Linked DNA regions of Mus musculus: all the other regions are linked to region 3. Evidence: chromatin contacts called from public ChIA-PET, Hi-C, HiChIP or PLAC-seq, Micro-C and promoter capture Hi-C data. All regions are on one chromosome and are shown on one strand. The core of a region is the stretch at or near the end of the contact, and the rest is flanking DNA. Distances in the headings are between cores, read along the strand shown.

Evidence for each region. A called contact is a pair of places that touch in the nucleus more often than the background predicts. ChIA-PET counts read pairs in DNA pulled down with a chosen protein or histone mark. HiChIP or PLAC-seq counts read pairs in DNA pulled down with a chosen protein or histone mark. Capture Hi-C pulls out chosen DNA fragments and counts their contacts.
Region 1: a Micro-C map of embryonic stem cells shows a contact between it and region 3, with 1.8 times the contacts expected there. The contact joins the promoter of Ppp1r3b here to the promoter of Dusp4 in region 3. A contact is called at or near these places in 3 of 484 Hi-C or Micro-C datasets (CD4 T cells and embryonic stem cells) and 7 of 115 datasets of contacts at active chromatin or transcription factors (embryonic stem cells, extraembryonic endoderm stem cells, memory CD8 T cells and 3 more).
Region 2: a Hi-C map of muscle stem cells shows a contact between it and region 3, with 5 times the contacts expected there. The contact joins the enhancer-like site here to the promoter of Dusp4 in region 3. A contact is called at or near these places in 10 of 39 promoter capture datasets (the 3T3-L1 cell line, the C10 cell line, cranial neural crest and 4 more), 1 of 15 datasets of contacts at CTCF or cohesin (large pre-B cells), 27 of 484 Hi-C or Micro-C datasets (the C2C12 cell line, CD4 T cells, CD8 T cells and 17 more), 28 of 115 datasets of contacts at active chromatin or transcription factors (the NIH/3T3 cell line, SST interneurons, bone marrow-derived macrophages and 20 more) and 1 of 9 other capture datasets (embryonic stem cells).
Region 4: an RNA polymerase II ChIA-PET map of effector CD8 T cells shows a contact between it and region 3, with 6 read pairs. The contact joins the enhancer-like site here to the promoter of Dusp4 in region 3. A contact is called at or near these places in 6 of 115 datasets of contacts at active chromatin or transcription factors (effector CD8 T cells, embryonic forebrain, embryonic stem cells and 2 more).
Region 5: an H3K4me3 HiChIP or PLAC-seq map of forebrain shows a contact between it and region 3, with 7 times the contacts expected there. The contact joins the enhancer-like site here to the promoter of Dusp4 in region 3. A contact is called at or near these places in 6 of 39 promoter capture datasets (the HPC-7 cell line, the SN4741 cell line, cranial neural crest and 3 more), 2 of 15 datasets of contacts at CTCF or cohesin (the NIH/3T3 cell line and large pre-B cells), 17 of 484 Hi-C or Micro-C datasets (B cells, LSK cells, Th1 cells and 11 more), 53 of 115 datasets of contacts at active chromatin or transcription factors (the 230-238 cell line, CD4 T cells, CD4 single positive thymocytes and 36 more) and 3 of 9 other capture datasets (adipose tissue, embryonic stem cells and liver).
Region 6: a contact with region 3 is called in a Hi-C map of bone marrow-derived macrophages, with 19 read pairs. The contact joins the enhancer-like site here to the promoter of Dusp4 in region 3. A contact is called at or near these places in 3 of 39 promoter capture datasets (the 3T3-L1 cell line and liver), 1 of 15 datasets of contacts at CTCF or cohesin (large pre-B cells), 2 of 484 Hi-C or Micro-C datasets (the HL-1 cell line and bone marrow-derived macrophages), 22 of 115 datasets of contacts at active chromatin or transcription factors (SST interneurons, craniofacial prominence, double positive thymocytes and 14 more) and 1 of 9 other capture datasets (embryonic stem cells).
Region 7: a promoter capture Hi-C map of liver shows a contact between it and region 3, with 11 times the contacts expected there. The contact joins the promoter of Saraf here to the promoter of Dusp4 in region 3. A contact is called at or near these places in 10 of 39 promoter capture datasets (3T3-L1-derived adipocytes, the HPC-7 cell line, the SN4741 cell line and 6 more), 1 of 15 datasets of contacts at CTCF or cohesin (the NIH/3T3 cell line), 24 of 484 Hi-C or Micro-C datasets (B cells, CD4 T cells, CD8 T cells and 15 more), 59 of 115 datasets of contacts at active chromatin or transcription factors (the 230-238 cell line, CD4 T cells, CD4 single positive thymocytes and 43 more) and 4 of 9 other capture datasets (adipose tissue, liver, macrophages and 1 more).

The regions. Positions count from the first base shown.
Region 1 is chr8:35,375,409-35,378,108 of GRCm38.p6, forward strand. It overlaps Ppp1r3b (protein phosphatase 1, regulatory subunit 3B), which reads left to right and starts at 1,254. Exons shown (of 2, transcript NM_001364452.1): 1 at 1,254-1,345.
Region 2 is chr8:34,275,025-34,277,724 of GRCm38.p6, forward strand. No RefSeq gene overlaps it. Among named protein-coding and RNA genes, the nearest start is that of Gm29243, 60 kb to the left of the region's middle. Within about 2 kb of position 1,282, at least 62 of the 459 cell types and tissues checked have an H3K27ac peak or open chromatin away from gene starts, as enhancers often do. A contact at or near this core is called in the C2C12 cell line, CD8 T cells, the HL-1 cell line and 13 more, where this site is marked.
Region 3 is chr8:34,806,305-34,809,004 of GRCm38.p6, forward strand. Dusp4 (dual specificity phosphatase 4) reads left to right here and starts at 1,306. Exons shown (of 4, transcript NM_176933.4): 1 at 1,306-1,869. The coding sequence starts at 1,425.
Region 4 is chr8:35,429,469-35,432,168 of GRCm38.p6, forward strand. No RefSeq gene overlaps it. Among named protein-coding and RNA genes, the nearest start is that of Gm34853, 5.8 kb to the right of the region's middle. Within about 2 kb of position 1,428, at least 92 of the 459 cell types and tissues checked have an H3K27ac peak or open chromatin away from gene starts, as enhancers often do. A contact at or near this core is called in effector CD8 T cells and microglia, where this site is marked.
Region 5 is chr8:34,136,310-34,139,009 of GRCm38.p6, forward strand. It overlaps Leprotl1 (leptin receptor overlapping transcript-like 1), which reads right to left. Exons shown (of 4, transcript NM_026609.2): 3 at 2,545-2,700; 4 at 1-1,529. The coding sequence ends at 1,413. Among named protein-coding and RNA genes, the nearest start is that of Leprotl1, 9.1 kb to the right of the region's middle. Within about 2 kb of position 1,357, at least 14 of the 459 cell types and tissues checked have an H3K27ac peak or open chromatin away from gene starts, as enhancers often do. A contact at or near this core is called in forebrain, neural progenitor cells and neural stem cells, where this site is marked.
Region 6 is chr8:34,253,872-34,256,571 of GRCm38.p6, forward strand. No RefSeq gene overlaps it. Among named protein-coding and RNA genes, the nearest start is that of Gm29243, 38 kb to the left of the region's middle. Within about 2 kb of position 1,385, at least 9 of the 459 cell types and tissues checked have an H3K27ac peak or open chromatin away from gene starts, as enhancers often do. A contact at or near this core is called in bone marrow-derived macrophages and liver, where this site is marked.
Region 7 is chr8:34,153,148-34,155,847 of GRCm38.p6, forward strand. It overlaps Saraf (store-operated calcium entry-associated regulatory factor), which reads left to right and starts at 1,432. Exons shown (of 6, transcript NM_026432.4): 1 at 1,432-1,689. The coding sequence starts at 1,584.

The DNA of each region.
Region 1 (2,700 bases), core at 4-2,503, 570 kb after region 3:
TTTGTTAGCAGTGGGGAACTTTGCACACAGCCTGTGCTCCTCAGTCCGTCTCTCTACAGCCGGACCTTCTACCGTAGGAAATCGCCTCCACCCCTTGGCATGGGTACCCCGGTTCCTGATGAAATTGTGACCCGCTGTCCCCTTCCCAGATCCTGGACTCCAGCCCTGTCACTCGCCACACACTGCAGATCACGTGGTAGAGTGCTGTTCGCCCCAAGTGTAGCTATTGGTCTGCGGCTCATGTCCCGGAAGCTCATTGGCTGAGTCCTGCGTTCACGTGGGGGTGGGGGTAAGGTGGTCTTGGATAGCACCCTTAGTGGGGAGAGGTGGCTGGAAAGTTAAAGTGAGCCACAGATTGCTGGAGCTGGAATCCAGAGTGCTGCAATCCAGTGAGCAGGTGAGAGGGCTGCTGTTGCGTGGACCAAGCCGAGTGCCTGCCCCACTTTTGCCGTCGTGGTTGCTGTCACTGTCACCCAGCTCAGATGGTGGGGCGGGCTGAAGGGTCTCCCCTCCGTACTCAAGAGTGGTACCGGGTACGTACCTCCTCAAGCCTCTAGTTCAAGGTCCAGAGCCAGGAAATCTGCGGTGAGGGGCACGCGGGGGAGTTCTCCGACACTTACCATTTGTCCCACTAACACTGACTCCCAGGTAGTAGAATCCCCTAGCTGGGCTCGGGTGGCTTGTCGCTTCAGCGTGCAGAAACATCTCAGGCACCGGAGCTGGGATGGAGCCTAGAGGGGACCCCCGAGATCCCTAAGCGAGTTAGCCTGCGAAACGTGTCCTGAACAGAAAGGATGTCTCGAGTCCTAACGTGGCACATCCCCAACCTGAGATGTGACACTTTGGAAGATAATTCTAGTTTTTTGTGGCAGAATCTGGAGTCCAAATACAAGCTCCCGGGGCTTCAGTTTCCCGTTACGAAATAGACGCGAGAAACCCGTGTCCCAGCCCTGACTCCATCAAGTAGTGCGGACCAGTCCCTACTACTCCCCACTTAGGTTCAGATCTCCTTTTGCTGCACACAGGCAAGAGGCACACGCTGTGTCGTCTCGGGTCTCGGAAGGCAATGGGCTCGAGGCGAGCTCCACCCGGGAACGGGGCAGCCCGCGTGGGGGTGCTCGCGAGGCGCTGCCCCCATCTGGGCTGTCCCGCCGCCAGGTCCCGCCCTGATGTGATAACTTGGGCTCCTCCTCCTTGTTCGTCTCCGGGAACTAAGCCCAGGCCCTACCCCCGGGACACCCCGACGCTCACGTAGTTCAGTGGCAGCAATCAACCCTGACACTTCTCTCAGGCTCTCCCATGAGGCCAGCGAGCAGCGGCCCCGGCTGCGGCGCCGCCGGGAGAGGTAGGTGCAGACCCAGTCTAAGCTGGGGCGAGGGCGGGTGCAGGCACACCCTGTGTCTGGTGGGATGGGGACTCGCTGACCTTCCCCCAGGGACTTGTTCACAGCTACCGTTTTGAACCCAGAGGAGAGGCTCTGAACCGGACGGCAGCTTCAGAACAGGGGATGGCAGGCCCACGGGGAAACAGAGAAAGTTGAAAAAGACTTGAGTGGGGGAACTTGCAGAGTTGCTGGAATGTGGCCCTGTCTCAGCTTGCGGGTCCAGGAGAAAGAAAGGCTTCTTCAGCCTAGGCAGGGAAGGAACTGGTCCCTTTGGCAAGAACGTCCAGGAGCCAGGGAGAAAGTAGAGACAGCTGAAGTAAACTAGGGCCATTTAGGGGAAAGTTAGTAGAAAGAGAAGCATCGGGGCCCTATTAGCAACCTTGAAGGTCAAAGCTGCAAGTGACCTCAGAAGAAACCCTTAAACCCGGAGAGTTCTTCGTTTGTTAAAGCTCAGCTGGGCAGAGGCCTTCTTAGGCCTGAGCTTCTTGCTGTCTTTGGCCCTTATTAGCTGGTGTGGGCTGCCTCATTCAAAGCTACCTGACTGCTCATTATGCGGCCCTATTCAAAAACATTTCTCTTCAAGGATTGAGGGGTGTATACATTAAAACTGTAATAATTAGGGTCTGTATACAAAAGGGGGCCAATGTCAACTTCATACATATAAAAGTATCAGCTAGACATTTGGGGAGAGAACCGAGATTTGCTGAAAGGGGGGGGGAGGAGTGGATGGTGGTGTCTTGAATTGGTTGAGGATATTTATCTAATGTAGTGTTGCGGTGGGTTATTGTTAACTTGGTTTTGACATCAGCGAGGAAGAGTTGCAGAAAGAAGGTCTCAGTCAGAAACTCAGTCGCTCAACTGCCTGAAGCTAGGCAGGTTGTGGGTTTTGGTTTTTTTTGTTTTGTTTTGTTTTGTTTTGTTTTTTGTTTTTTTTGGTTTTTGGTTTTTTTTTTTTTTTTTGGTTTTTTGTTTTTGTTTTTCTGTTCAGACTTGTCAAGCTTAAAAGAAATATTACTGGCCTTCTAAGGCTGGCAGCATCTTGAAAGACCACATTATTTCAGTAGGACACAGAAGGTATTTCTGCAAGCGTCCCAAACCTGGCCCAAGCTCTCTTCAGAGGCAGTTGACTTCTGAGGCACCCACGTGAAAGCAGGGTGTGTGATTGTTCTTGGGAAACAGCTCCTTAGGCTCCTGGGATCCTGTCCTGCAACTGTGTCCAGGTCCTGTGTCGCTTTACCGGCTCAAATGTGCATCGGTGGTCTCTGCTACTGCCTGTTTCCTCGGTAGAAGGAAAGCCTGGGGCAGTGTTGGAGACA
Region 2 (2,700 bases), core at 32-2,531, 530 kb before region 3:
GTCCTGTGAGCATCACACAGGGCCACAATAGGGGCCTAAGGATTCCTAGGCCGAGGCTTATTTGAGAGGCAGAACACCCTGGCTGAACATCCAGAACAACAGAATCTAACCACTCAAGATCTGCGATCTGTCATGACAGCTGCTCACACAGAACTCAGCATTTCATCCTCAATCTTTGCACAAATTCAATGGGCTATTGCTTCGAAATGGAACATATCTGAAACAGTAAGTGTAGTGGATAGGTTTTCTGCAAAAACTATTATAAGGGCGTGGTTATCACTATTCCCACATAAGTGGGAAATCTGCAAGCCAAATCTAACTTTTGGAAGCTATGGAATTTTCAGTGATTATGGTCCTTGGATTTTCAGGGTCTGAAATAAGAAGAGCTCTCCACCATGGAAATGGTTTCATTCAACTCTATTTTCAATTACTCCTGACCCAATTCTCCTGCTTTTCACAATGGAAGACATTGCTAAATGTTCTATTAATATGCTGCTCTAGACCCATTGCTCTAGACCCTGCTGTTCTAGACCCTGCTGCTCTAGATCCACTGCTCTAGACCCATTGCTTTAGGCCTGCTGCTCTACACCCTGCTGTTCTAGACCCCACTGCCGTAGATGCTATAGAACCCACTGCTCTAGACCCGATACTCTAGACCCACTGCCGTAGACACACTGCTCTGATTTTTGTCCTTGAGTTACTGGAACAGGCAGACTCCCCCTTCCTATTTCTCTGACCTTTCTCTAACTTATCTTCACTTCTAGATCTCTTTTCAACTGATTCACCCAACTCTATCTTTAGCCTTATATTTCTTGAACCAAAATTCCCATTTTTCAGGATGAGGTATTTTTTTTTCTCTTGGATATAGCTGACATGTCAAAAATCATTGGGTTTTACACAAAGTATATACTTTTCAAAAACTGCCTTGTCTTCTGGCCCACTGTGTCCATCTGTCATCAGAAAGGAAAAAAAAAAAAACCCTTTCTTTTTCTGCTTTTGGTCTTAAAAAAAGAATCGAAGGATTAGTTCTTGTAAATTTCCCTTTCCAGCTTGCACTGGTTTGTCTTTGTTTTCCGGTTTTGTTGCTTCTCTTCCTGTCCCACTTATCTCTAACTATTTTTACCTACGCACAGTTTCACTTTCTATCATCTATCCCACACACAATTTTTAGGTCAGTCCCTGTAATTCATAAATGGCCATGCCATTATTTAGCTCACCCACTACCACCACCTTTTGACATTGTAGCATGATGCAGTTATTTATAAAGTTCATGCTGGGGAACTATGCAATGAGTTACAAAAGAAAACACACACACACACACACACACACACACACACACACACACACACACACACACACGAGTCCCGTCATGGTTTAAGGACATTTAAGATTTAAGATTTATTCATTGGCTTTTCTTGGCCACAATTACCAACTACAACTGACCCTGAACTCCCTATTCTGGTGGCAGCAAAAGCCTAGAGGCTTCGGGCTGTTGTTCTAAGTCTCACTTTAGCTCCGTGACTCATTTGGTTTGTGAGCATGATAACTTCATTAGTCATCAGGGAAAAGGTCTGTTTGCTCCAAAACAAAGTATGAGAGAAATGACCAAGATACACTTCTAAAAGCAGACAGCCAAGGCTTAATAACAAAATAAATAAATGCTTTATTGTGGTGAAAGATTACCATGTATTACTAAAACAGGTTAAGCAGAAAAGGCAATATTGTGATATTGACAAGTATGTGCAGCAAGAAGGATTTTTATATGTACGTTTCTTACTCTGGGTTACCATTGCTGTGATGAAATACCATGACCAACAGCAAGCTAGGGGGGAAAAAGTTTATTTGGCTTCTGCTTTTGCATCCATCACGAAGGAAGTCAGGCCAGGGGCTCAATCAATGCAGGAACCTGGTTATAGGAGCAGAAGCAGAGGCCATGGAGGGGGGCTGCTTACTGGCTTGCTCCCCGTGGCTTGCTCAGCCTGCTTTCTTATATATCGAACCCCAGAACCTCCAGCCCAGGAGTGGCACCACCCACAATGCTCTGATCTCTTCCCTATTAACCACTAATTAAGAAAATACCTTACAGCTGGATCTCATGGAGGCATTTTCTCAATTAAGTTTGCTTTCTTTCAGATAACTCTAACTTATGTCAAGTTGATATAAAACTGGCCAGCACAATCCTTGTCTGTGAACAAGCAATTTTAGCCCCAGGCATATGATATTCAGACAGCTACCAAGATGCACACAAGAAGGCTCACATCAACACTGTTCACATTGGCCCCAAAGGTGAAGTGATTTCAAGGGCATCAGTTGTGGCATATCCACGCAGAGTAGAATTCAGCAGGAGAGAGAACATACTGTGTTCTGTGGATGAGTCACGTGATAAGATAGAACCGAGCTAGACACAGGGATCTACACTGTATGATTTCATCCTGGTCATATAAGAATATGGCCCAAGTGAATCATTGCTATGGTTACCCTCAGGGGCATGGCTGCTTGTCGTCTTCTAAGGAAGAGTGTAAGAGGTCTGTGGCCAGAGCCACGGTGACGGCTCCACCAGCATGGCTGCTCTGTTGGTGGGAAACCCGATTTTAAAGGGCGATCTTCCAAGGAAGGAAGCTTGGGTGAGAAAGGGCAAAATGGGAGAGGGAATTACATTATAGACAGTGGGTGAAAAGGGAAACTATGAACGAGATAAAA
Region 3 (2,700 bases), core at 56-2,555:
ATTCTTCCCATGGGCACTTTTCAGCATCTTTTCCTTCGTACCAAATGTAGACCTTAACCGTCATTTCCTTAGAGGACGTTGCGTGTGAGGAGGGAAGCGAGGACTCCCACCAAAGAGGAAAACCTCCGGGTATTCCCCCCCCCCCCCCCCATGGTTAAAAAAGCAGGTTTTAGGAAGCTTGGGCCCGAGTGCCTCCCATTCTCTTGCACGGGCACAGCATTCGGCCAATTAACGCCCCCCTCTGGGTTGTAAAGTAACAAACCCCTCCACCTCTCTTTTGTTATTGGGCTTCGGCGCGAGGGCCTTCCCTTTCATCTTTCTAAATCTGCGTTGGCCCAGGTTCCGCGGGAAGCTATAAACCAGATGTAATAGCTCGGGATGGAAATCGATCACGCTAATGTATAAACTAAGTCCGGGGAATCGCATGGAAAAAAACAAAGACAAAACACAACCGGCCGGGCACGAAGAACGAGATTAAGTCCGGCGAGGAGAGGTCCCCAAGCCCTACGGGGTGGCAGCCGCACAGTGTCAGGTTTCTCGGAGCTGCAGGAGCGAGACCTCGAAGACTGGGGAGGCCGGGGGGGTGGGGGGGAGCGCAGGGGTGAAGACCTCCACACGGAGAGCCCAGGCCTCAGTAAGGCCCCGCGTCGCCACCCGCAACGATCTCTACCAGGATCGCCGCGCTCCGGGGCTGAGGAAGGACAGGGCACCGCGCCGCGGCTCCATTCACAAAGTCCCCGAGCCGCCGGCTCGCGGGCGGGTCGGAGGCTGCCTCCTTTTCTTCCTCTAGGTCTCCGTTTTATGAATGGGCCTGGCAGCCAGCACCGAGCGCCCTGTTTACTCCTCTCTTTGTGACGTCGAGTCCCCGTGACTGGGTGCGAGGGGGCCGGCGCTCCATTCACGAGCCGGGGTGGGGGCGGGGCGGGAAGCTTGCGTTGGGGGCGGGGCCTGGCGAGGTAGTAATGACTCTTCCCTCCCCCGGGAGAGCCGGCGAGCATTAATAAATCTCTAAGCCAGAGGAGGAAACTCTGGCTGGGGCAGTGCGTGCAGCTCCGGCGGTGCAGCGGTGGGGGAAACGGCGGAGCCCACGGCAGAAGCAGCCCTAGCTAGCAAAACACACCAGAGGCGACAAACCGAGAGGAGCCCTCTCTCGTAAACACACTCCCCTGCTCGATCGCTTGCCCCGGGTGCCGCGCGCCCGCCAGCTTTGGCGCCAGAGAAGGCTGGGACTGCTATGTAACGTTGAGGCTGCGGGAGGTGGAAGCAGGGGTGTTAGAGGGAGAAGAGCCTGGGGCCAAGTTTGCGGGTCACTTCTGCAGGCGCCCTCTTAGCCCTCGCCTGGTTCCTTCTTGTTAGCCTAGCTGGCTCCGGTGCCCTTGGCCTTCTCCAGCTAGCTCCCCAGCTTACTGCGTTTTGCCGGCGACATGGTGACGATGGAGGAACTGCGGGAGATGGACTGCAGCGTGCTCAAAAGGCTGATGAACCGGGATGAGAACGGCGGCGGCGGCAGCGCGGGCGGCAACGGCAGCGGCAGCCACGGCGCCTTGGGGCTGCTGAGCGGCGGCAAGTGCCTGCTGCTGGACTGCAGGCCGTTTCTGGCTCACAGCGCGGGCTACATCCGAGGCTCGGTGAACGTGCGCTGCAATACCATCGTGCGGCGGAGGGCCAAGGGCTCCGTGAGCCTGGAGCAGATCCTGCCCGCCGAGGAAGAGGTGCGTGCCCGCCTGCGCTCTGGCCTCTACTCGGCTGTCATCGTCTACGACGAGCGCAGCCCGCGCGCCGAGAGTCTCCGGGAGGACAGCACGGTGTCGCTGGTCGTGCAGGCGTTGCGCCGGAACGCGGAGCGCACGGACATCTGCCTGCTTAAAGGTAAACGTGGGTGCCCGGGAGAGCGAGGTGGGAGGGTAGGTAGTGTAAGGGACTTGGCGGCCTGAGCCCTGCTGGGCATTGGGAGGAAAGTACCCGAGTGACTACGGGGTGCTGGAGTCCCCTTCCTCGCGTGTCTTTGTGCGTGTCAGTGTGAACGGTTTTGCTGTGGTTTGGAGCCTGAGTCCCGGGGAGGCCGTGCTGGCGCGTTTCCCCAATCACCTGCAATCCGCACGCGTCTTGGAGTTTCCGTGTTTGTTTACGCGAACGGTTCTGGCCTGGATGCTGGCAGCGGTTCCTCTGCGCAGCCCAGCTTCAAGTACTGAGAACGCGCTCTTAGGTCCCACGGGGACGAGAGAGGCCTGGTTCGGTATAACCCCGGGAACCCTAGAGGGGGGTGAAGGAAGGTGAATGCTAGGGTAGGAGCTGTCTCAGGAGTTCATACACATCGGTCAATGAGGAAAGGAGAATTGGGGTGCAGACCTGGGGAGCTATCTCTTTTTTTCCCCGCTGCCTAAACTCAGAGCTTTCTTGGATGGCGGCCAACCCCCACTTGCCCCGGTCTAAGGGAGGCTGAAGTGCTGTATTTGGGGGGGTGGGGGGACACCAGGCACAACCGCGCCTGCTCCTGCTAATCCCGGGAGCAGAGAGTTACCACCTTTTGTTCACACATCATTCTCGACTCTGCCAGCGGCGCGTGCCTGGTTCGAGCGAACCCTGGCGTAGGAAATTAGGTGGCCGGAGAGAGGGTGGCTTGTCACATTGAGAAGTCAGACACCCCAAAAGGATCGCGCAGTATCTCAGACGTTGGCAAAGGGGAGGGACCGCTCGCCG
Region 4 (2,700 bases), core at 178-2,677, 620 kb after region 3:
GGGGATCTTTGATAGCACAGAGACTGATTTCATTTGCTCTGAAGCTGGAACTGGGAGTCCTCGTGTGCCCAGGGCTCCTCTGTCCTCTCTCCTCACACAAACCAGTTTCCCAGCATTCTGCAAAAGCAGCTCATGAGCCACAAGAAATCCTACATAGGAGACTGTCTTGGAAAACAAAGATAAATCTAAAGTTCTGGTGTGGAGAGAAGTAGAAGAAGGCTAGCAGGGGAAGGTGGGTGGGGTTAAGGGAGGGTAATGGCAGTGGGGGGCCAAAGTACATCATCTGTTGGTAGGAAAATGTCTTCATGAAACTCCATATTTTGTACAATAACTACAAGCTAACAAAGGGGTAGTAGTGGTGCTAGTGGTGTCACATGCCTTTAATCCCAGCACTTAGGAAGCATAGACAGGTGGACCTCTGAGTTTGAAGCCAGCCTGCTCTGCAGAATGAGTTCCAGGACAGCCAGGCCAACATAAAGAAGCCCTGTCCCAAAAAAATAAAGAAAGAGGGAAGGGGAGGGAGATGGGAGAAAGAGGAAGGAGAGGGGAGGAGAGGGAAGAGAAGGAAGAGAAGAGAAGAGAAAAGAAGAGAAGAGAGAAAAGAAGAGAAAAGAAAGGAGAAGAGAAAGGGAAGGGAAGGGAAGAGAAGGGAAGGGGAGGGGAGGGGAGGGGAGGGGAGAGGAGAGAAGAGAAGAGAAGAGAAGAGAAGGAGAAGAGAAAGAGAAGAGAAAGAGACGAGAAAGAGACGAGGAAGAGACAGGAAGAGACGAGGAAGAGACGAGGAAGAGAAAGAGAAGAGAAGAGAAGAGAAGAGAAGAGAAGAGAAGAGAAGAAAAGAAAAGAAAAGAAAAGAAAAGAAAAGAAAAGAAAAGAAAAGAAAAGAAAAGAAAAGAAAAGAAAAGAAAAGAAAAGAAAAGAAAAGGTTTCCCATTGGAGAAGTCCTGGATTCCAAGCTCAGAGGACACTGTGCACACAGAGCTGCGAATGCTGTTCTGTACTCCTTGGATCAGCTTCTTTCTTGTCTTGAAAGGACCGCAGGTCTCATCGTGCCCAGGTGTCTGGCGAGGAGAAAGATCAATGTGGAGTAAGAAGAGTATCATTCACATTACTCATTTCATAGTGAGGTCAAATAACTTCTCAAACAGCACACCGGAAGTGGATGAACTACAGGTCACGTCTAACTTTTGCCAGCGCTCTCCTACTCTGCACTCTTGACCTCCAAGGTCAAGACAGAGAAATGCGGAGAGGTCCATCGGCTACCCACATGACCTACCCGAGTGAGCCAGGCCAGCTCTGGGCAGACACTCCCTGTCACGTCCCACAGCTAGATCAGTGTGGCCAAAGGGTGACACACGTCACAGCGTCTGACACCCTCATCCCTTTGCCTCGGTTTACAAACCTGAGCTCTGGGGCGCACAGGCAAACCTCATTGAAGCTCCGTGCAGTTAACACAGACTTCCGCTTGCGACAGGTTTCCTTCCCACACTGGCTGTGGTTTTTCTCTTCCGGTCCCTGACCCCTTTCTTCTTTTGTTTTACGCTAAAAGCTTTAGCCGGAAAACGTAGAGCCAAAGGAATGGAATAAACGTTAGCTTCAGCCTACAAAAAAGGAGTCCTTAATAGTGGATGTGAGAAAGTACTTCACTGAATAACCAGTTCGTCCTGAATTATTTAGATAATCTTTTATTTCATTTTATTTCTGGAAGCTCAGACACAGAACAAAAGCATGCCCTGGGCTAAATGCAGAGACAAAAGTGCAGAGTGTTTTGTTTTGTTTTGTTTTGTTTTGTTTTGTTTTGTTTTGTTTTGTTTTGTTTTGTTTTGTTTCTGAGTCCTGCTCCACCTGCTGAACTTCATGCCCTCCTAGCTTTGAGACCAGAAGAATTCAGACCTGTGGGAGAATGCATTCTACGAAGGGAATCAGAGTCAACCTCTATGCCTGGGAAGTACTGACCAATTGGTCCCAAAATTGGCCTAGGCTTTCTCAGTGAACGCAGGAAATCTTGTAGCCTAGGATAGCCCTCAGTCCAGGCAAACTGAGTTGTTGACCATCCTGGGACACACAGGGGTTCTGTGGGAAATGCAGGGGTTCTGGGGGATGGGCATACCAGCCTTTGGGTTCTTTTCCTTCAGCTGGTTTTTGTTTGTTTGTTTGTTTTTTGTTTTTGTTTTGTTTTGAGACTGTTTTGTTTTATAGCCCAAGCTAGCCTCAAACTCACCAACCTCCTGCCTCAGCTACCTGAGTGCTAGGTATCTACCACTGTCTCATCCTACCTTAGCAGAAGTAGAGTAATCCAGAACCCTGGTGGGCCTGATGCCCCATGCGGATACAAGGGGAAGATGCTGTGTGCAGAAGGTAGGGTGTCTAAATGTACCCATTAAAATGTTCTCCTACTGCTCTGATGTATATATGTGCATTAGCGTATATATAATCACACAAGTCCAACCTGACAACTGCAGAATTTTTTTAAAAATAAAAACGACAAGAAGGAAGTCCTTAGTACGCATAATCGTTTTGAGACTTCAAGGTTTTAATATAACCTTATGCCTAAGAGCTAACCATGCTAGTCTTTTCCAGGATAAAGATCGATAAAATGAGGCTGTGAAGCTATCTTTCACTTAACAATATAGGATCAAAGCTGTGTCAACAAGGATGCTTTTATGACGTCATTTCAATGAGCACCACAGAATATTCCACATC
Region 5 (2,700 bases), core at 107-2,606, 670 kb before region 3:
AAGGAAAGGACTGAGAACTGAAGATGCCAATGACCGCTACGATTTGGTCATGCCTGGTCACTGAGAAGATTTTGGTCAGGGCTGTGTTTGAAGAGGTGACACAGCTGGATTTGGCTACTCTGTATGAATTCATACAATAAATACCTTACTCACGACAGCGGATCCATCACGATGAAACCAAACCGCGACAACTGAGAGGTTTACAGCAAACCTGCCTTAAGTGCTTTTCAAGTACATACGCTGTAAGGTTGGGAGACTACTCTTACGGTGGTCTAAGTCCTACAACTGCACGTTCCTGGATTACCTGCAAGACTAACAAGTCACTTGTGAATCATGTCAAGGCCTTGTGGGGGAGGGGCACTCTGCATGTATGGCATAGCAATTGGTTTCCTAGTAGTCAAACATTTCTAAACGTTATTAAACTATATTTGAAAAGTTCTTTTACTTAATATATACAATGTACAAATAAGTTAAAAGGAGGAAGCAGAGGGAAGCTTTTGAATATCTACACTGCAAACACACAACTGTCCCATGCATGTCCCTTTCACCCTCCAAACCATGAGAGGTGACAGAGCTCAGACCTGTCACTAAGGATGGAAACGGCACGCAGACAGTGGGAAGCCAATGTTGCTTTTTCCCACACAGCTACTCGCTTGCTTTGACCATAACACACACGGATAGAAACTGGATCCCGGAACTTGTTTTTACACTTGTACCTTAAAGTCTAACATAAATTCTTCTAACAGTTGAGGAGAAAAGCACTCTTTTATAGCAATTCCACAAAATAGTTTTCAATTCACAAAACACCTGTCCACTAGTAAAACCAGCAACCCTTCTGGAGGGCATGGGCAGTATCAGTCGGCCCCCCTGAGGTATAAATGCAGCTATCTTTCACTGAGTAAATAGTAGATAAGGTATGTCAACGCTCTGAAGGTTTGCATTCACCTGGAGTGATGTCATCCTGACTGAATGAAAACTTACTCATGTATACTTTTTTTTTTAATAATGGAGATTAACTGATTTTTAGAGAAAATATATACTTTAGCCCATAATACAGCCAGAAGTTCTGAATTCCTAAACCAATGCAAATGGCTATTACATCTTAAAAATGGGTAACATTGCATACTGATTTTAAAACAACTGAACAGGGAAAACATGTAAGGATTTTAGATTCAGCAGGACACCATGGAAAGCAGTCTAGAGAAGTGGGAAACCAGCCAAGCTTTTCCAAATGAGAAAATCCTTTTAATCTTCAGCAAGTCCCCATGGAAACAGGAGGCGAACAACAGTGAGAAGGAAGCAACTAGGACACCCCAGAGGCTCGCCAACAGCTCAGCATCACGGCCCCTTCTCCTGTGCACGGGTGGCCGGCAGACGACAGAAGTCCAACGTGACTACAGTTCAGCAGCTCCTCACCACTGCTGCCAGCTGAAGTCGTCGTTGCTTCCAAAGACCAGGAAGAAGCCTAGAATAGTCGCGAAGATGACTGTGTTTCCCGTGAGAACAAGTGCGCAAGCTCCCCACTCGATCTACGGCAGGAAGAGAGACACATTCAGCAGACACGCGACGTGAAGGCAACGAGGAACAGCAAATCCATCTCTGTGCATCAGTCAATCACCATCCTAAGCAATGTGGCTTGGGTGACCTTCACAGCACAACACTCCACACCCTGTATGTGTTTTTATTTACTATTGATTGATCGTAGGAGGTGATAAATCACTCAGGAACAAGCTCGCCTTCGAGAACGGCCACTGTAGCTTGCTTCGGCTCTCTCTGCAGTCCCACCCCAGGGTCCTGTGTGTTTAGGATGCACCCTGCCCCGTGTCGCCAGCACCGCATGGGATTGTGTAATTACTACTTACAAAGGAAGTTTTGCTTAGGGAGTCTAAAATCTTGTTTGGAGCAGAAGTTGAACTCTAAGTACCAGTGAGGGAGACATACTTGTACTTTCTCTGACGGGGGCAGAGGAGGCAAATGCCTGTACCACACTTGACGTGTGGCTAGTCTCAGCCCTTCTCCCCACCTTTCCAGAGCTGAGGGTGATTCTGGGTACAAGTCTGCCCTTTCTCCTCTTTCACACTTTCCCAGGCTCAGAGGATAAGTGTCTCACACATCTGTGCTTTAGGTCAGAGGCTCTCAACCAGGTGGCATATCAGATACCCTACATGTCAGATATCTACATTATGATCATCATAAGCAAGCTTACAGTTATGAAGTAGCAACAACAAACTATTTTTATGGTTGGGGTCACCACAACATAAGGAACCGTGTTGGAGGGTCCCAGCACTAGGAAGGCTGAGAACCACCGGTTCGGGCTTTACAGGACAGGCTGGCCGGAGGATGCACAGCACAGTTACTGTGCCCTTTCTGCTGCGGAGCCCAGCCATGTCTTCCAACAGTTTCAGTCTGACAGCAAGAAGAGACGGAAAGCCGAGGCTTTAATCCGTCCTCTCCACCCTAATGCTGCCACCTCTCTTTCACATAGCAAAACAGAAGAGAGTGGACAGTCTGCTATAAAAGCATTCGTAGAGTATGGCCACTTACCAGATGTGCTCTGGCAAACACAACAGGGAGTCCAAAAGCCGAGACGACGATGCCTGTGGTGAGGAATATGGCAAGCTCCTTACACGCGTTGCTCATGGCGTCCGTGTCATCCACTAATCTTCTGGCTATGCAGTACGGGATGGGCGAGAGGATGTA
Region 6 (2,700 bases), core at 135-2,634, 550 kb before region 3:
AGCATCCAGAATAAAGACTGCATCCTGCAGTCCCTTCTAAGGACATACCCCAAATGGCTTACAGACCTCCTGGTTAGGCCCTACTCCCAAATGTCCCACCTCCTAATAATGCCACCCTGGGGACCAATCCCTCAATCACAGAGGTGTCTTGGGATGTTACTCATACCATACTCCAAGTCACAGCAAGTTATGTTCAGGCTTTGTTACTGGCTCCCGTCTCTATTAATGCTTCCCGGGGCTTCTTTCTCTGTTTGAACTAATACTTTTGTTTTTGCTTTCCTTGGCTGAGTTGTTTTTCATAGCGTTCTGTCTCCTAGTACTGGTCACTTGTGGAGAAACCCTGCTAACTAAGGCCCAAGTCTACCGTTGTCTGGATAGCCTTCTGACCTTGCTGTAAAATGGGGGACTCCCTTTACCAGCAGGGCTTCTCCTTCTCTGACTTTGTCTGGGGAGCTCAAAACCCTCATACTGTCTACCTGTGGAGCGTCACGTAGCCTTGGTGAGATTACGGGTTCAGCTTCCTTTTTCCTTATAAGAAACCCATTCAACAAGAACCTGAGATTCCTGGAACGCCTCCCCATGCTAATGAGTTCTCTCAGTGTCTTAGCCTTCAGCCAATGACCTTTGCCCACTCTGGATATACCCCAAACTATATAACCCTTGATTCACCCTGAATAAAGTTGATCTGCCACCCCAATGCTGGTCCCGGGGATGTCTGTTATTTCTGTTATGCTCATGGGACTTCTGAAACCCTGCTCGTTGACTCTGCTCCCTTTATCCTCCTGGGCCAGTGGTCAACGACCCTGGGGAGGAGAGAGGAGACAGTGACTGATGAATATTCATTTCAAGTCAAGATCCACTTAGCACAAGGCTCACTCTGGCTGCTGCCTACTTTCCCATTCTCAGTGTCTGCTGATTCCTTTCGCTTAGTGTCATCTAACTCTACTAATATATATATATATATATGTAAAATATATATATGTATATATACACACACACATATATATATACACACACACACATATACATATAGGCCACATATAGACTACACTGTAGATCATACTTGGCTTATTACCACCCTGAAGCCTTTGTGCTCCCTGTTACTTCTGTACGGAATGCTTTTTTTCTGAGAGCTATACAAGGTCACCCCCTTCCCCGCAGACTCTGCTTATTTGTCACTGTTTTGAAGAGATTGTCACTTATTACTTCCATTCTGTTATGGTTAGATAGGAGTTGTTTTCCAGAAGCTCTTCTGTGGTACACAAGGTTCTCAGCTGGTGGTTTAATCAGGGAATCTGTGGGAACTTGAGGAAGCAGAGTTCAGCTGGAGGAAGTAGGTCACTGGGGTGAAGGTTATAACTGGCCCTCAGCCTTTGCTTTCTGCTTCCTGTTTGTCTTAAAGTGGACAGCTACTTCTGTCATCCTCCCACTACCAAGTCTCTCTGTGTCTAGAATCAGTGGAGTCCATGTCTTCAGGGTGAAGTCTTAAAAGCTACAAACCAAATTAAATCCTTCCTCCCTTATGCTTGTTTCTGTTAGGTATTTGCTCACAGTGGTGAGGATAGCAACATTTGTATATTGTCATAGAATTGATCTCATCTGTGGTGCTTTGAAGAATGGCCCCCACAGGTTTATGTACTTGAATGCTTCATCATCAGGGAATGGCACTGTTTGAGAGGGATTGGGGGTGTGGCCTTTTTGGAGGAGTTCCTCTGAGGGTGGGCTTCGAGATTTTAAAGCTCATCCTAGACCCAGTTTCCCTCTCTGCCTGCAGGTCAGGATGTAGCTCTCAGCTACTGCTCCAGCATCATGCTTGCCATGCGTGCTGCTCTGCTCCCTGCCATGACGATAATGGACTAAGCCTATGAAACTTTAAGCAAGCCCCCAATTAAATGCTTTCCTTTATAAGGGCTGCCTTGGTCATGGTGTCTCTTCACAGCAACAGAAAAGTGACTAAGACAGCATTCAACATATGGGGCCTGAAAGAATAGAAAATCCTGGAGGGTGAGACTTTTGTGTTGGTGTTCACTCTATGACTCTCATAGAGATGCTTACAATAATTGGTGAATAATTGAACTAATGCTTGCTTCGAGCCTGTCTTTTCATGAACTCTAACAAGCTGGTTTGATGTTAACATGCGTGTTTATGAATACAGCTCCAAATGTATCTATTTAGAAGCTTTTTCCTAAAACAAAACAAAAACCTGTTCATTGAAGCTGGGATGATTTTTCCTTATAGAACTCCCTTGGCAAGTTAAATACAAGTAATTTAGGTTTTTTTGTTTGTTTGTTTTTGTTTTTTGTTTTTCTTTCTTGAGAGAAAAGGAAGTCCCTGTACACCAAGGCTGGCCCCATAGTTTTTGCTAAGTTACTGTCATATCTGGGTCACTCAGGCTGATCTACAGGCCATCTCTGCCTTTCCATCCCTGCTTCATGCCTTGAAGTTTAGGCTCCACTAGTCCTGCCCTAAGCTTTGGCAGGAGGGACTCTGGTCCTGGGGTCATGTTTCAAGTCCCCTCTCTAGTTCTCCTTAGAGTTTCCCATGCCTCAAGAATGACAAGTTCTTGAGATTAAAAGCAAGTAACTAGTTAGAGCCCATGTTTTATATGTATGTTTTTATTAATTTTTAATATAATATATTTTTGATCACTTTCTTCCTTCCCCATATTTCTTAATGTTAGAATGAATTCCAGTGTTTAAG
Region 7 (2,700 bases), core at 182-2,681, 650 kb before region 3:
TGAACTTTGAGTGTGGCTATCTCTTGTCTACTTGGCCTGCCTGCTTGTACACTTAGCACTCGCCTCCAACTCAGTCAGTGAAGGACAGAACCATGTATTATCTGTTTGGAATTTTAAGATTGCTGGGTTCCATCCAGAGCTCCCGTGTTCCATCTCCTGTTCTTAGTTTCCTAGAAACTTAGTTTCACTGGTCTTGTTTGCCTATCTCATGCCTCCAACTTTAAAGTTCTCCATTGTATCTACACTGTCTAGTACAGTACCTGCCAGGTAGGTTCTGACAAGTGTGTTAGAATCTCAACCTAAAAAGGCTGTGTGGATGACTGACTGCTTCTGAAAACATAGCCAGAGCAGGGTATTGGGGTACTGGGTGGGGGAGAGGGGGGGATGGAATGAGGTGAGGGGTGAGTGGAGGTGGGGTGAGATGTTAACCACTAAGCCACTGGCCATGAGGTTAGATTTCTACTTTTTTTTTTTAAGATTAATTTATTTTATTCATACGAGTACACTACAGCTGTCTTCAGACACACCAGAAGAGGGCATCAGATCCCATTACAGATGGTTGTGAGTCACCATGTGGTTGCTGGGAATTGAACTCAGGACCTCTGCAAGAGCAGTCAGTGCCCTTAACTGCTGAGCCAACTCTCCAGCCAAGACCTCTACCTTTTTTTTTTTTTTTAATGAGTTCTTTTCTTATTATTCACATCTCAAGCTTCAAAGTAATTCCCCTAGGCGGGCCCTTCCAGAATTTGCCTCTCAGTGTGTATTATCTTGTTTTATTTTTGATAACAAACTTACTAATTATTATTCTTATTTTTTTTGTCCTGTGCTATATCATCTTAAGCTTACCGAATACGAGGACCTTGTTATTTTCCATGGCTAAAACAGTGGCTGTCTTATTTTGTATTTTATGTTATATTAGGTATTCAACATGTACTTGTTGAATGACCGCATCCAAGAAACTCAGACTCGCACCAGACTTCAAAGCACAGAGAAACGTTTTTGTCTGGGTGGTTGAACTGTGCGAAGGGTCCATGCTCAGAAATCACAAAGTCATTCCCTTGGTGCCTTTCTGCCTGATTCCCTTTTAGTACATGGTAACTGAACATCAATCTTAAGCAGGTCCCCAACCTGCAAAATAACGCCCTACAGAAAGATTACTGGAATTTTGAATTTAAGTATTATTAGATTATTTCCTCGATTTCCCTTTCAGAAAGTTTCTAACTTCTAAAACTTTGGCAGCTTTGCACTGAACGAACCTTCCGGAACATTTGAGCACTCGCTAGGGTACCACGGTACTGACAAGTCAGAAGGTGTCTGCCCCGAGACTCCGCCCACGCGACAGCGCCCTGTCTGGTCCCGCCCACAAGGCGGTGCCACGCTAGGGGCGGGGCCGAACGCGACCAGTCACGGACGCCTACGTGCCGCAGCGGCAGTGACGTCAGATTGGCGCAGGACAAAGTAACGTCGCGTCTTGCTGCTGTCAGGTGGTCCCTTTTATGGTGGGTTCCTGTGGTCGCTGCGCAGCGGCTGGCCGACTTCCGCAGCGGGTCTCGGGCCACCGAGCGCCGTCTTCACCCAGCGCCATGGCTGTGGCCGCTGTCGGCCGCCCGAGAGCCCTGCGCTGCCCGCTGTTGCTCCTGCTGTCACTCCTGCTGGTAGCCGGCCCTGCGCTGGGCTGGAACGACCCTGGTGAGTGCCGCCCTGCGGGTGCCCGGCCTCTTCATCACTACCCCCTTTGGACCACTTTCCTCCTGTCTGTCTTCTCCTGGCTTCTTTGCTTTGCCTCTAGGAGTGGGCGGGGCGCACGAATCCGTTCTGAAAAGTTCTCCAGGTCCTCGGACTCCCAGATGGTCCGCTTTTCTTGTTCTGTAGGCCGCATCCTTGAGTCCTGATGACAAGTTTGACTCTCTACCTGCGCATCTTGTCTTGTTATCATGGCTGTTCGATGTCATCATCGCCCACTGTTGTCATGGCTGCCTGTTGCTATGGCTCGTCGTTACCATGCACCCAGTGGTCTGAGTCCCGAGTAGGGGCCAGGACAGCAAACCTGGATTCCTGCTGTTTATTCTAATTAGTGCCGCAAACTGCGTTGTTTATACTAGCTTTCTTCATACTTTTCACCATGCATGCATGGTGAAATCTAAAATACAATTTCTTAACTTTTATGTAAAAATACATGCAAATTGGTTTGATGGGGAGCGCTCTCGCTCGCGGACCCCCTCCCTCTGTTATTAAAATGTAGAAATAAACTCTTAAATTTAAATGACATTTAAATGACAATTAAAATGACATTTTTTTTTTTTTTTGGCTTGGAGTGGAAAGCTGTCAGGCATGGAAAATACAGCAATGGCAGTGTATGCCTGGATTTTGAATTTAATCAACAGGTTTATTTTTGAAAGATAATTTTGTTCGTGGTTTTGAATTTAAACAACAGGTTTATTTTTGAAAGATAATTTTGTTCGTGCGTGCTGAAGTGGGTCAGTGCAGTTGCTCTGCACGGCCGACTGACTGAGCTTTAACTTGATAAGTATGCCTTGCCATGCTGTTTGGAATAAATTGCCTGTACACTTTGCCCAAGTAATCCTAGAAGGTTGTGTGAAAAACCAAGAGACTTGATTACAATTCATTGAAAATCTGGGGAACTTTGGAGATGTAGGCTCAGGGGAATTATAAGGAGAAACACAACCACATTTAAATTAA